2 separate regions of the Mus musculus genome follow, and region 2 is linked to region 1. A link is a contact called in public promoter capture Hi-C data. All regions are on one chromosome and are shown on one strand. The core of a region is the stretch at or near the end of the contact, and the rest is flanking DNA. Distances in the headings are between cores, read along the strand shown.

The links. Capture Hi-C pulls out chosen DNA fragments and counts their contacts.
Region 2: a promoter capture Hi-C map of liver shows a contact between it and region 1. The contact joins two enhancer-like sites. A contact is called at or near these places in 2 of 9 other capture datasets (liver and pancreatic islet).

The regions. Positions count from the first base shown.
Region 1 is chr9:45,847,604-45,852,955 of GRCm38.p6, reverse strand. Bace1 (beta-site APP cleaving enzyme 1) reads right to left here. Exons shown (of 9, transcript NM_011792.6): 2 at 1-68. Among named protein-coding and RNA genes, the nearest start is that of Bace1, 12 kb to the right of the region's middle. Within about 2 kb of position 2,770, at least 157 of the 459 cell types and tissues checked have an H3K27ac peak or open chromatin away from gene starts, as enhancers often do. A contact at or near this core is called in liver, where this site is marked.
Region 2 is chr9:46,147,675-46,153,026 of GRCm38.p6, reverse strand. All of the region lies in intron 3 of Sik3 (SIK family kinase 3), which reads right to left. Among named protein-coding and RNA genes, the nearest start is that of Gm46110, 71 kb to the right of the region's middle. Within about 2 kb of position 2,671, at least 120 of the 459 cell types and tissues checked have an H3K27ac peak or open chromatin away from gene starts, as enhancers often do. A contact at or near this core is called in liver, where this site is marked.

The sequences.
Region 1 (5,352 bases), core at 1,521-4,020:
TGCAGGAAAGGGTGTGGGGCAGCCCCCACTGCAAAGTTACTACTGCCCGTGTCCACCAGGATGTTGAGCTGTCAGAGAAAGGGGAGAGAAAAGACATTGCAGACAGACGGCTCTGGACCCACCGGCCTGTGGTCCTGGTGGACCTGTCCACGGAATAAGAGCAGCCAGGCCGACAGCACTGGCACCAAGGCCACAGGCAGACTTTGAGGGTCCTCCTGAGCCTCAGAGACTGCACTTGCGTCTGTCTGTGACATGCTAGTGTTTCCTGTCACCTGATCGTCACTATTTCTCTCTGCCATCAAGAGGCCTCTGCTGCGGCTGATCCACTCCATCTGGCACTGGCAAGGAAAGATGTGTGGGATCAGTGGGTAGGGCACATTGGTACCCAGGTGTGTGTGGGACTCCATGCCCCACACCCATAATGTGGTTTCTCCTGAGTTACTTAAGCTTATGTGTGCCATCGTCAGAAAGAATGGGCATCCAGGAGTGCCATGGCTGAGAGTGGACAGACAGCTGTGTCTCTGTCCTGGCTGTGTGTGCACAGCTCTCTCCTAGCACCTCTACTAATGTGTCCCCCGCTCTACTGCTTGTGATCAACTCCTCTTAATGAAAGGAATCATATTCTTTTCCTTTTCAAAGAGGATTGGACCATCCTCTTTAAATTGTAAAAACCAAAGAGAACATTACACTCATGAAAAACCCAAATAAACTCTGTATCTTCATTTGCTTTCAATTACCTGTGCTCATCACTGATTTTAGAAGTCGCTTAACTAATAAAGGAAAAAAATAGCAGCCTCTTCTGTTTGGTTACCCACCTTGGTAAGGGTTGTTCAGGATTTTGGTTGTTGTTTTAAAATTGTTTTTCAAACCTGGAGATGCCTTCTAGGTCAAACTGGTTGAAACCACTGACCCTGGACTCCCAAAAATGACCAGATGATATCACAGAGCCAAAACCGCTGTCCGCAAATCCTGCCAATGTATGCATCCTGTGATGAGTCATGAAGTTTATGCATGTGCAGACTGTCCCTCATTTCACCTTTCCTTACCTGCAGTCACTTTCCACTGTGACTTGTATTAGCTTCCACCATGGTGACACCTGCCTAAAGCAACTTAGGAAAGTGTAAAAATGTATTTTGTGTCTCTGGTTTCCTCCTCCTCTTCCTTCTTTTCTTCCTTCTCTTCCTTGCCTTTTTTTTTTTTTTTTAAAAGAAGGGTCTCCTGTCACCCAAAATGGCTCTTGAGCTCACTTTGAAACTGAGAGTGACTTTGATCCTTTATTCTTCCCCAACCTCCAGGATGCTGAGGCACATGCCACCCACCGTGTGCCTGCCCCTTCCTCCCCACCTCAACTACATAGCTTAGGGTTTCAGATGTTTCAGTCTGTGGTCACTAGGCCACATTGCTTTGGTATGTGTCAACATAGTACGTCGTGTGACAAAGGGGACCTGCCACCGCAGCCAAGAAGCAGAGGAAGAGGAAGGAGCCAGAGTCCTAATATCTCCTCCTAGAGTATACCCCCAGTTACCTGACTTCCTCCCACTAGCACCACACTGAAAACACATGGTCCGTTGGGGTACAGTTTAGATCCAAGTTATAGCAACCCTGTTTCTTTATCACACAAGCATCCTTCAACCTGATCTTCTCCAGAAGCCAGCTTTAGTCTGAGGGTTCCTCACCTCCCCATTTAGCCACCTCACAAATGAAATTAGCTTTGTAAAACTAACTATGAAGCAGAGTGCATACATAGCAGGCCAGGTGCAGTCAGACTCTGATGGCCTGACCCTGCCCTCAGCCACACCAGACCGTGATGTTTTTGCTGTATAGGAGGATCAGGGAAAGGGCCCTGTCCTCAGGAAAACCCAGCAGCCTGTCATGGACTCTCTCTGCCCTCTCTCTCCCTGCACCTCAGCTTTCCCAGTGGCCTTCCCTTCCTTTCTCAGTGAAGTCAGCAAAGCTCTGACCTAGTCACCTTGCGAAGGTCACCATGGTCATGAGCTTGTTTTGTCCCATCTGCCAGGCCCTTTCCTGGCTTCAGGGCTCAGCAGTGCCCATGGGCTGTGCTGGCTGATTCCAATGCCAGCTTAGGTTTTCTGATCACCCCCAAAGCCTCCCCTACATTGATGGCCAAGCCGTGAATCCTACCTCAGACCTCCTCTCCGGCTCCCACTCCTGGCTGGGCTCCCATTTTCCTCCCTGCCTGCTTCTCCCCACCTCTACTTCTGTGCCTCTCCCTGGTTTCTGGGCAGCCACCAGTTAACAGTGGCTGTGCTTTTAAAATAATCGATAGAGCCTGGAGGCTCCGCATGGCAGATTTCAACCAGCTGGGTTAATGGTTAAAAGGCCTCACCCCGCTTACCGGGACCCCTTTCTGTACCTTTAGGGCTTAGCTTTGAGCACCAGAAATGGGTCCCCTCCTGACACAGTCCCTGTAACCTGTTCATGGGAGGGACACTACTTGGGATCTGTGTAAAGGCTAGCTTGAGCAGATTGGCCACTTCTTTACACTAGACTGAAACCTCTATCCAGGGACCCCGTTGTCCAGGGCCTTTTCCTGTCTCTCCTCTCTTCAGAGTTCCTCCTTCTCTACCACAAGGTCCTGAGCCTTGTTTTCTCTCTGGTCCCAGTCTGACTCTTCCACCTGAGGAAGGTTTCTCTCAGACAAACAGGGCTAAGGCCAAGAAAGAACAACTTTCCTCACTCCTGGGCCCCTCTCCTTCCCCAGCCTGCCCTTTTCCAGGGCTTCAGACTCCTATCGCTCTTGCCTCTCCCTCTCCACAACAAAACAGGAAAACGTTGAGACTCCCTCCGCAGCAATGTCTGGCTGCTCCTGCTATGCATGTGGTCCTGCTGCTGAGAAATGATTTCTGGAGCTGTCTTTCAACATTTCTAACTGAGCCCCTTGGGCAGCTCTTGGCAGCCTCTCCCTTTCAGTTTGGTGCAGGCCTGAGGCAGGAGCTGAGCCACCCAGTACTCTTACTGCCAAACAAGGCAGTTAGTGGTGGTGTGGGGGGGGATTAGTTGCAGAAGCCTCCTATCTCCTGGGCCCTGAGCCCACTCTAGTCTTGTTACTCTAGCCTTCCTGGGCCTGAGGCTGCCCCAGCCACTCGAGCCTTCCCCCTGGCTCAGGCCCCAGTTTTCATCTGGGCTGGGAAGACAATTCCCTCCTCGCTCCTTTGCCAGGCACCCATTCTAGACATGATCCCCTTTTCCTCAGGCTAATTCAATCACCGTGCTACATGGGCTCCCGCTCCTCCATCCCAGCACCAAAGAATCCAAATCCTTCCCACTGGCCTTTACAAATGCCGAGTCTCTTCATTAAAAACAACACAAACCTTCCTGAATCTCACACCCGCCTCCAGCTACCCTCTCTTCACAAGCTAAGCTCTCAGCCAAGCTGTCTTCATTTCTTCACCTCCTACTCTTTCTCAAGCCATTCTAAAACTGGCTTTGCCTGCATCCCGCCACTATCAAGCAGCCTTTACTACAGTTGCTGAGGCTTTCACAGGGACAGATACATGAGAGATCTTTCTTTCACTCCCATGTCACCTCTTGGGTCCTCACAGGCTCACACCCCCAGCTTGGCTTTGCCTTCTTCCCCAGACTACTTTCCTGTAGGCACCTCCACGTAGGGATGCCCAAAGCCAACCTCTACCTGGTCCTCTTCGGTATTCTCTGTATTGGTAAGTGGTGGCATTATCCAGTCTGTTCTGTAAGGCAACAACCTCAGAGACTCTTTAATGGTCTTCTTCATATCTGTCCCTAGTGCTCCCTCAGTCCTGTCCAGGCACCACCCTTTAAAGAGTGTTTGTGTGCCTGTTTCTTCCCGTCCCCTTTACCACCCTTTGGCCCAGTTGGCATCATTTTACCCTGGGATATTACAGGACTTCTCAACCTTAACTGTCACACACACACACACACACACACATCTCACACATGACATAATTTATCATATACAATGTTATATGTGTACATGCATGTCTCCTATATGTGTACAGGAGGATGAAAAGGTCAGAATACGTTGTCAAATCCCCTGGAACTGGAGTTACAGATGGTTGGGAGCCACCATGTGGGTGCTTAGAACTGAACCGTCTCTGCAAGAGCAGCAATGCGCTCTTAAACCACTGTGCAGCCTCCAATCTCAACTATCTTGACATGTCTGCCTTGGACCTCACCATTCTGTCTTCTGGACTGTTGGCCTGAGTAACCTTCCCAAGGTCAAATGTGAACCGACTGGTCCCCCTAAGGCAGGAGATGTCGATAAGATGACTAGGGAAACTTCTGGCTTGCATACTTCCTTCAGGGCATTTCCAACCTACCCTGCTTGCATGCTCAGCCTCAGGCAAATCTCCAATCCCCACCACACATGGTCTGCTCCTGCCAGTCCTGGGCCCATCCCATAGAGTGTCACTGGCCACTGGCTCTGCCTGGCCCCTCCTCTTCTTGGTTCTGTGTCTTACTTCTTCATCTTTAAGCCTGAGCATAAACTTCCTCCCTTGGGAGGAAGACCAGGCTCCATTCCCTTAACTGTAACTGACTATAGGCTCCCTTACCATCTGCCTCTCTTACCTTCCCAGTGTCTAAGAACTCAGTGTAGCCCTGTTTGGTATCCTAGTGCCTGACAATAGGTGTCTCTTGAAAAACTGGTTTTTCAAGCTTTTTTTTTTTTTCCCTTAAAAAAAAAAAAAAACACTAGGCGTTTCTTGGGGCAGGTGAATTTCTGAGTTCAAGGCCAGCCTGGTCTACAGAGTGAGTTCCAGGACAGCCAGGACTATACAGAGAAACTCTTGTCTCAAAAAACCAAAACAAAAACAAAAACAACAACAACAACAACAACAACAAAAACCACACAGTGGGGGAGAAAGTCCCTCTGAGGCTCCCAATAGCTGGTTAGTTTTATGATCTACCTTCCTTCCTTAACCCAGTTTCCATTGTCTTGACATGAGATAGACCACCTGTGTTGTAGCTTTCTCCTTGTCCCCTGGCCTAGGGAGACCTAGGAGTCCCATGCCCAGGAGATTTAACTTGGGGTCAGGACTAGGTCAGTGCCAATCACTTAACAAACAAATGTGCTCCTTGGGACCTCTGAGAGAAGGCAGCTTCTAGGGAAGGCCTAACAAGCCCCGCTGGGAGAGGCACACCTGCTTAGGTTCGCTCTACTGTGCTCAGCAATAGATCTTAGCAGATGCAGTTAAGTTCGAGACTGGCAAATTTAAGGTGGGTTTGGATTCCCTCAATCCTACAGGACTTAACCCCCACAGACAGGGATAGCTCAGAATCGTCTATGCTCAAGGGCTCAGGTATTCCGTCCCCAGTTCAGCACAAGAATAAAACGCACCTCCCCTGCCCCACAAA
Region 2 (5,352 bases), core at 1,422-3,921, 300 kb before region 1:
AAACAAGGAACCCAGCACAGTTACTTGCAACTTAATAGGGAAAAAAAGGAGAGGACAATAAGACTCTAGGCTGGAGGTAAGAGACAGCTTCACACAGAGGCCAGAATGGAACGGAGAGCTTATACCCAGCATACTTAGGCTGCTGGTGAGATCCATGGTGGGGGTGGGGGAAATCTCTGAATAGAAAGTCCCTGACTGAAGACAGCAGTGTTCCACAGCTGCCCAGGAACTGGACGTTCATCAGAGGCAGGACACTAGATTTTAAGCGATCCCGCTCTAACAGTACCTGTTCCCTGACCCCCCCCATTCCCTTAAGAGGGGCCTAATTATTCTAATAATATGTTTTAGTTGCTAAACTTGACCTAATTAAAGAGCTTTGAGGAGGCCGCTCTTCTTGAGAAACACAAGAGTAACTCTTCTGAAGGGCTACCATCAGAAGCTCAGAAGCTCACTGGGCCATGCCACCCACTAATTAAAATGCCCAAGAGACATTCGTCTGGCAGTAAACACTAATTACCAAAACACATCAAAGCTTCTCAAACAAGACAGAATGATTCATTTTGTGATTTCCAAAATAAGGGATTTTCTTTCATTTAAAAAAAAAAAAAAAAAAACCTTCTTTACAAATGTCTAAGTACCTTATTTTTCTAAAATAGTTGGAAAATTCTCAAACTTGTTATAGAGTTCAGGCTAGTGTAGTGCAGCCTAGTTCTGTTTTATCTCCACAATGACACATTGGTTGTCCTTGGATAAAACATTTATACTGCCAACAGCCTCACCTCCCCTTGCTCTGTTAAATGGAAGCCAACTGTCACAAGCCAGGACCAATGAAAAAGCTCCTGCATTTGGGGATAAACTTGTACTCTTAAGAGTTACCATATATAACAAATCTTGAATTTTCAACATTTAAAAATACACTTATTACATGTTCACTCAGCGCCATGGCGGGGAAGAGTTAAGAATTTTGTGAAGAGCTCCAAGCTCTCCAACAGCTGCCTGTGCTGCTCAGAACCCTCATCACTCTGGGGTCCGGGCGGAAGGCATCAGTGGCAGCATACTGGGTAGCCTGGAATACGCACACCACCCAGAACTGCGACTACAAACATCCACACACTACTGCTGTAACTGTGGGTGTAGCTGTGGCTGTCACTTAAGCAGCTGCGGCACATCAGGCTTCCCCAAGTCCAGCACTTGACTCTGCTGCTCCTCGCTGGGCTCTGTGCTCCTCTCCTCCAGCTCTGTCTTCTGGGCTCATGTGCATTCACACCTTAGCCTCAGCTTTTATTTTCATGCACTGGGCTCCCCCCACCCATTAGTTTGCTCTCAGTCTAATATCAGGTGGGTGTGCCAGGAAACCAATGGCCTGCAGTTTCATTCCCTGTAGAAACCTGCCTTTCAGTGGTCTGCTGACAAATGGTTGCTTTATGTTCCTACAGACTCAGTGGGCAGGAAGCAAATATTCAAGTCCAGATGGGATATTTAACCTCTGAGGGAGAAACCCAGAACAGTAGCCAGCCTACACTTACACAGTCAGAGGATCTGAATCTACAGTGGGGCACTTTCACACAGTGAAACAGTCAAAGAAAAGCAGTCTGGACTTCAGCAGGATTCCAGCTAGAAGTAACTTCCTCCAGGCCATTTGGTGAGCTAGCTCTCCTGTGTCTTGGCTACCAATGCCAGCCCTGATAGAGTCTCAACTGTACCCAGACCTTGGCTTCTGATCAGCTTCTGATTCTTGCCCTTCCTTCCCTCAGCAGACATCAAGGAGACACCTGCTATGTAAAGTCTGCCATGCCGACCTTTCCCAGCACTAACTGGCAGCTTATTGTTGAAATGTGGTGCTGATTTAAGTGTTCTTTACTGTAACATGGCTCCAGCCAGCTAAAACAGAAATGCATTTCCTTCCCTTTTGAGGTCTTATCAAAAGTGGGGCAGAGGATCTCTTCCCACTTACCAGTCATGGCAGGTCACTTGCCATGGGTCCTCAGGTGCTCGCCCATGAAGTCTTTCAAACATCAGTGGCACTCTGAGGCTCACATACCCTCTGAGGGTGACAGAATAATGAATGGAGTCTGCAGTTCAAAAACACTACAGCACTAGCACACAGACCTGCCTCAGAATTCACTCTCACTCTGTCCCAGTCTACTGGGGCACCAAGTGGAGGTGGGATATGCTGTGGATATTCAAGTTCGAACCTTTCAAAGAATAAAACACACAGGCCAGTTTTTGCTTGCCTAGACCAGCAGCCTCACTGGCGTCTTAGAGGTATGCCACTAATAGAACAGAGGAAGGGAGCTAACATTTCTTAAAATAAGTCACTTTTCCACTCTGTGCAGACTGTCTCCTTCTTCAGAGCTGATGGAAACCACGGCAGGTCAAGCAATGGGCAAAACTGTTTCCTGAGATGGAAGGTGAGCGCAGCCTCACCTCTGCTGGTCTTGTGTGGTGGCCTGAAACCATGTCTGCCCTTCCAAACTAACCAGAGCCAGCAACCCTTTAGAGTGCTACTTGGTTCTATCATTTGTTCTTCCTACAGCCCTGGAAACAACTTCCTGTTTATCAAGCAAATGCTTCTTTCCAAAAGAGCCAGGGTGAGGCCAAAATAACTCAAGCTGCCCGCAAGCAGGTTAATGAGAGTGCTCACTTTGCTCTCCTATTGTCCTCAGACGTGAAGGTCAGGGTGCCGCAGGGTAGAGGAAGCAGGCTTGGTGCTCTGTTTCCTGGCAGAAACACACAGAGGGCTTCTGGGCGTGCTAGGGGTTCTTTTTACAGTCTGTCTAGCTTGCCAGTGGTCCGTGTTGTACATTTCTTCTCCCAGACTCACAATCCAACACAGCAACGCAATCTATGAGCTCCACCCCCCAAAATTCCCAGAAGCCAGCAACTTCTCACGCTGGTTTCCACCCTGTCTAGCATCACCAATTGGGGTGAACAGCCACCAGATTTCAAGATCTCTTGATAACATGCCTAAGTATTATCTCCAATTCTGCCCAAGGCTTTCTGCATCTGTTCTCTAAACAGTCACAAGTCACTGGGAAGAGAATACAAACAGGTCCCCAGTACCTTCCTCAATGGCTAAGTCTTACACAATTAGAGAAGAGAAGCAAGGCCCAGAATCTGATATGGGTGTGATATGTATCCGTGTCGTTTTAGCACACATGCAGATACACAACCTTCTCACTGTAATCAGGATGCAGAATTACTGCCAGTTTTTCTTCCTGGGGAGTTACTCCTTGGTGAGAATGTCTGCACATGTGCACACAAGTAAGCCTGTCTTACTTAACTCCTGGCTCCAAAAGATACAGAGATATTCTACTACCCCAAAGTTCTCCCTACTACTCTGTCATGTTCTAACAGATACAGTGCTCTTGCCTTAGGACCGCTGTTCTCTCCTGACTTTCTCCCAGCAACATGTGAACTTTGATCGCATTACAGCCTTCTCCGAGTCCTCCCTTGACTGCCCTTTGATTTTATCTTAGTGTGGGTGTTATACTGGCATGCTTCTCTGTGTATCACGTGTGTGCCTGGTGACCACAGAAGCCAGAAGAGGGAGTCAGAGCCTCTAGAACTAGAGTCACAGAAGGTAGTGAGAAACCACGTGGATGCTAAGAATTGAACTCTGGTCCCCCTTCAAGAGCGGCAGGGGCTGTTAACAACTGAGCCAACTCTCCACTGCTCCTCTGGCCCCAGACTTTTCACACTTTATCATCTTCTGACTAATTACACATCTATGTAGTTTGTGTGTTGTTTGTCTCTCCTACTAACAAGTGTCAACAGGGATTTGTGTCTTCTGTATTCATCACTGCTTCTTGTACTTGTGCACTAGCTGGCACATGTGAAGTACTTGACATGTGTATGTTGTTCAGAGAACAGTGGCATGGGAAATGCAACCAGTACAAATGTGGATGCAGGACCCACCCACCAACAGAGTTCTGACCATATATTTTTTTAAACTCACTTTGCCACTAAGCAGGTTTTGTAAACTAAGGGCATTTTCTGTTCTTTTTAAATACTTTTGATACCTAGCCCATTTACATGATTACATGAAGCATGACTGATTTTCACAGGGCTCCGTATCTCTAAATCCAAAGGCCTGTTTGCTTGTGATAAGGCACCTCCTCCTATCCCAAAAGTCTTTTAATAAAATGTTAATTGTGGTTTCCTGCAGTAGAAACAGATGCCTCTCATACTGTCCCAGTGTATCAGCACAGGTTGGCTAGTCTGAATGATGCTTCTATTCTTGAGTTCCTACACGTAGAAAAAAATATCATGCGGTGTGCTTCCGTTTGTGTAGGAGGAACAGAAAAGCAATGTTAAATGAATAATGTTAATTTAACATTAAATAAATATGACTGCTTACCGAGGTAGGACTTATCCCTCTCCTAGTGTTCTCTCCTTTAGATAGGGACTGTTTAACTCTAAATCTAAGACAGAGAATGTTCAAGGAAGGTCTAGAATCTTGTTCAAAGGCAAAGGAGTTATTGAGAAGTCAACTGGATGTGGTTCCGAAGTGGAATAATTTGAGTAGTGAGAGAATAATGACACAGGACAGGGAGGCAGCTCAGTGATAGAGAGGAGAGAGAAAGGGAGAAGATGGTGATGGAGAAGAAGAAGAAAACCTCAGTGGACTAAAGCACACCAGCCACATTCCAGTCCATGGACTCACAGAAAAGAAACAAACAACTCAAGTGGGTCCCACTGGACACTATTAGGGTACCAACTTGCTTGAAATCTGACCTTGCTACAATCTCTAGTTTTTTTAAAGCAAAGTTCTTTAAAACTGATAAATGTAGAAAGCATGAAAGAATTAGAAAACTACCAGTTTGCAACATTTGGGGTGAACTTTGCTCTGAGACATGGTCTTCCTGTGTAACCCAAGCTGACCTGAATCAAGCTTGCCATGGAACCTTGTCTAGACACAGACTCTGATGATCCCATCCCAGCCTCGGCAGTGTCAGGACTAGAAGGACGTGCTATTTGGACCAGGCGTCACTTTGTATTTTAGCATGGAACCATGTCTCTAGGTGACCATGTGAGAGGAGCAGCTTCAAAAACTGGCTAAGGTCAGAAAGGGATTACAGGGACACAGCTAAACCTGCAGGTTATCTGAACATCACTAAAGTGGAAACCAGTCACTATCCAAAACTTGAAGTGAACCAATGGAAGAGGTGTGCAGAATCCTGCCTCTCCACCAGGGAATTCCACCTACATTTAAGCAAACTGTAACCACAACTGGCACTTTACGAGAAAGTGCGAGAGCTAAGAGGACATGTTTCATGATGAGAGACATGAACAGCCAAATTTAGTACTTACACATCTTACAAGACAGTCCAGCTTTTTTCTTTAACATTT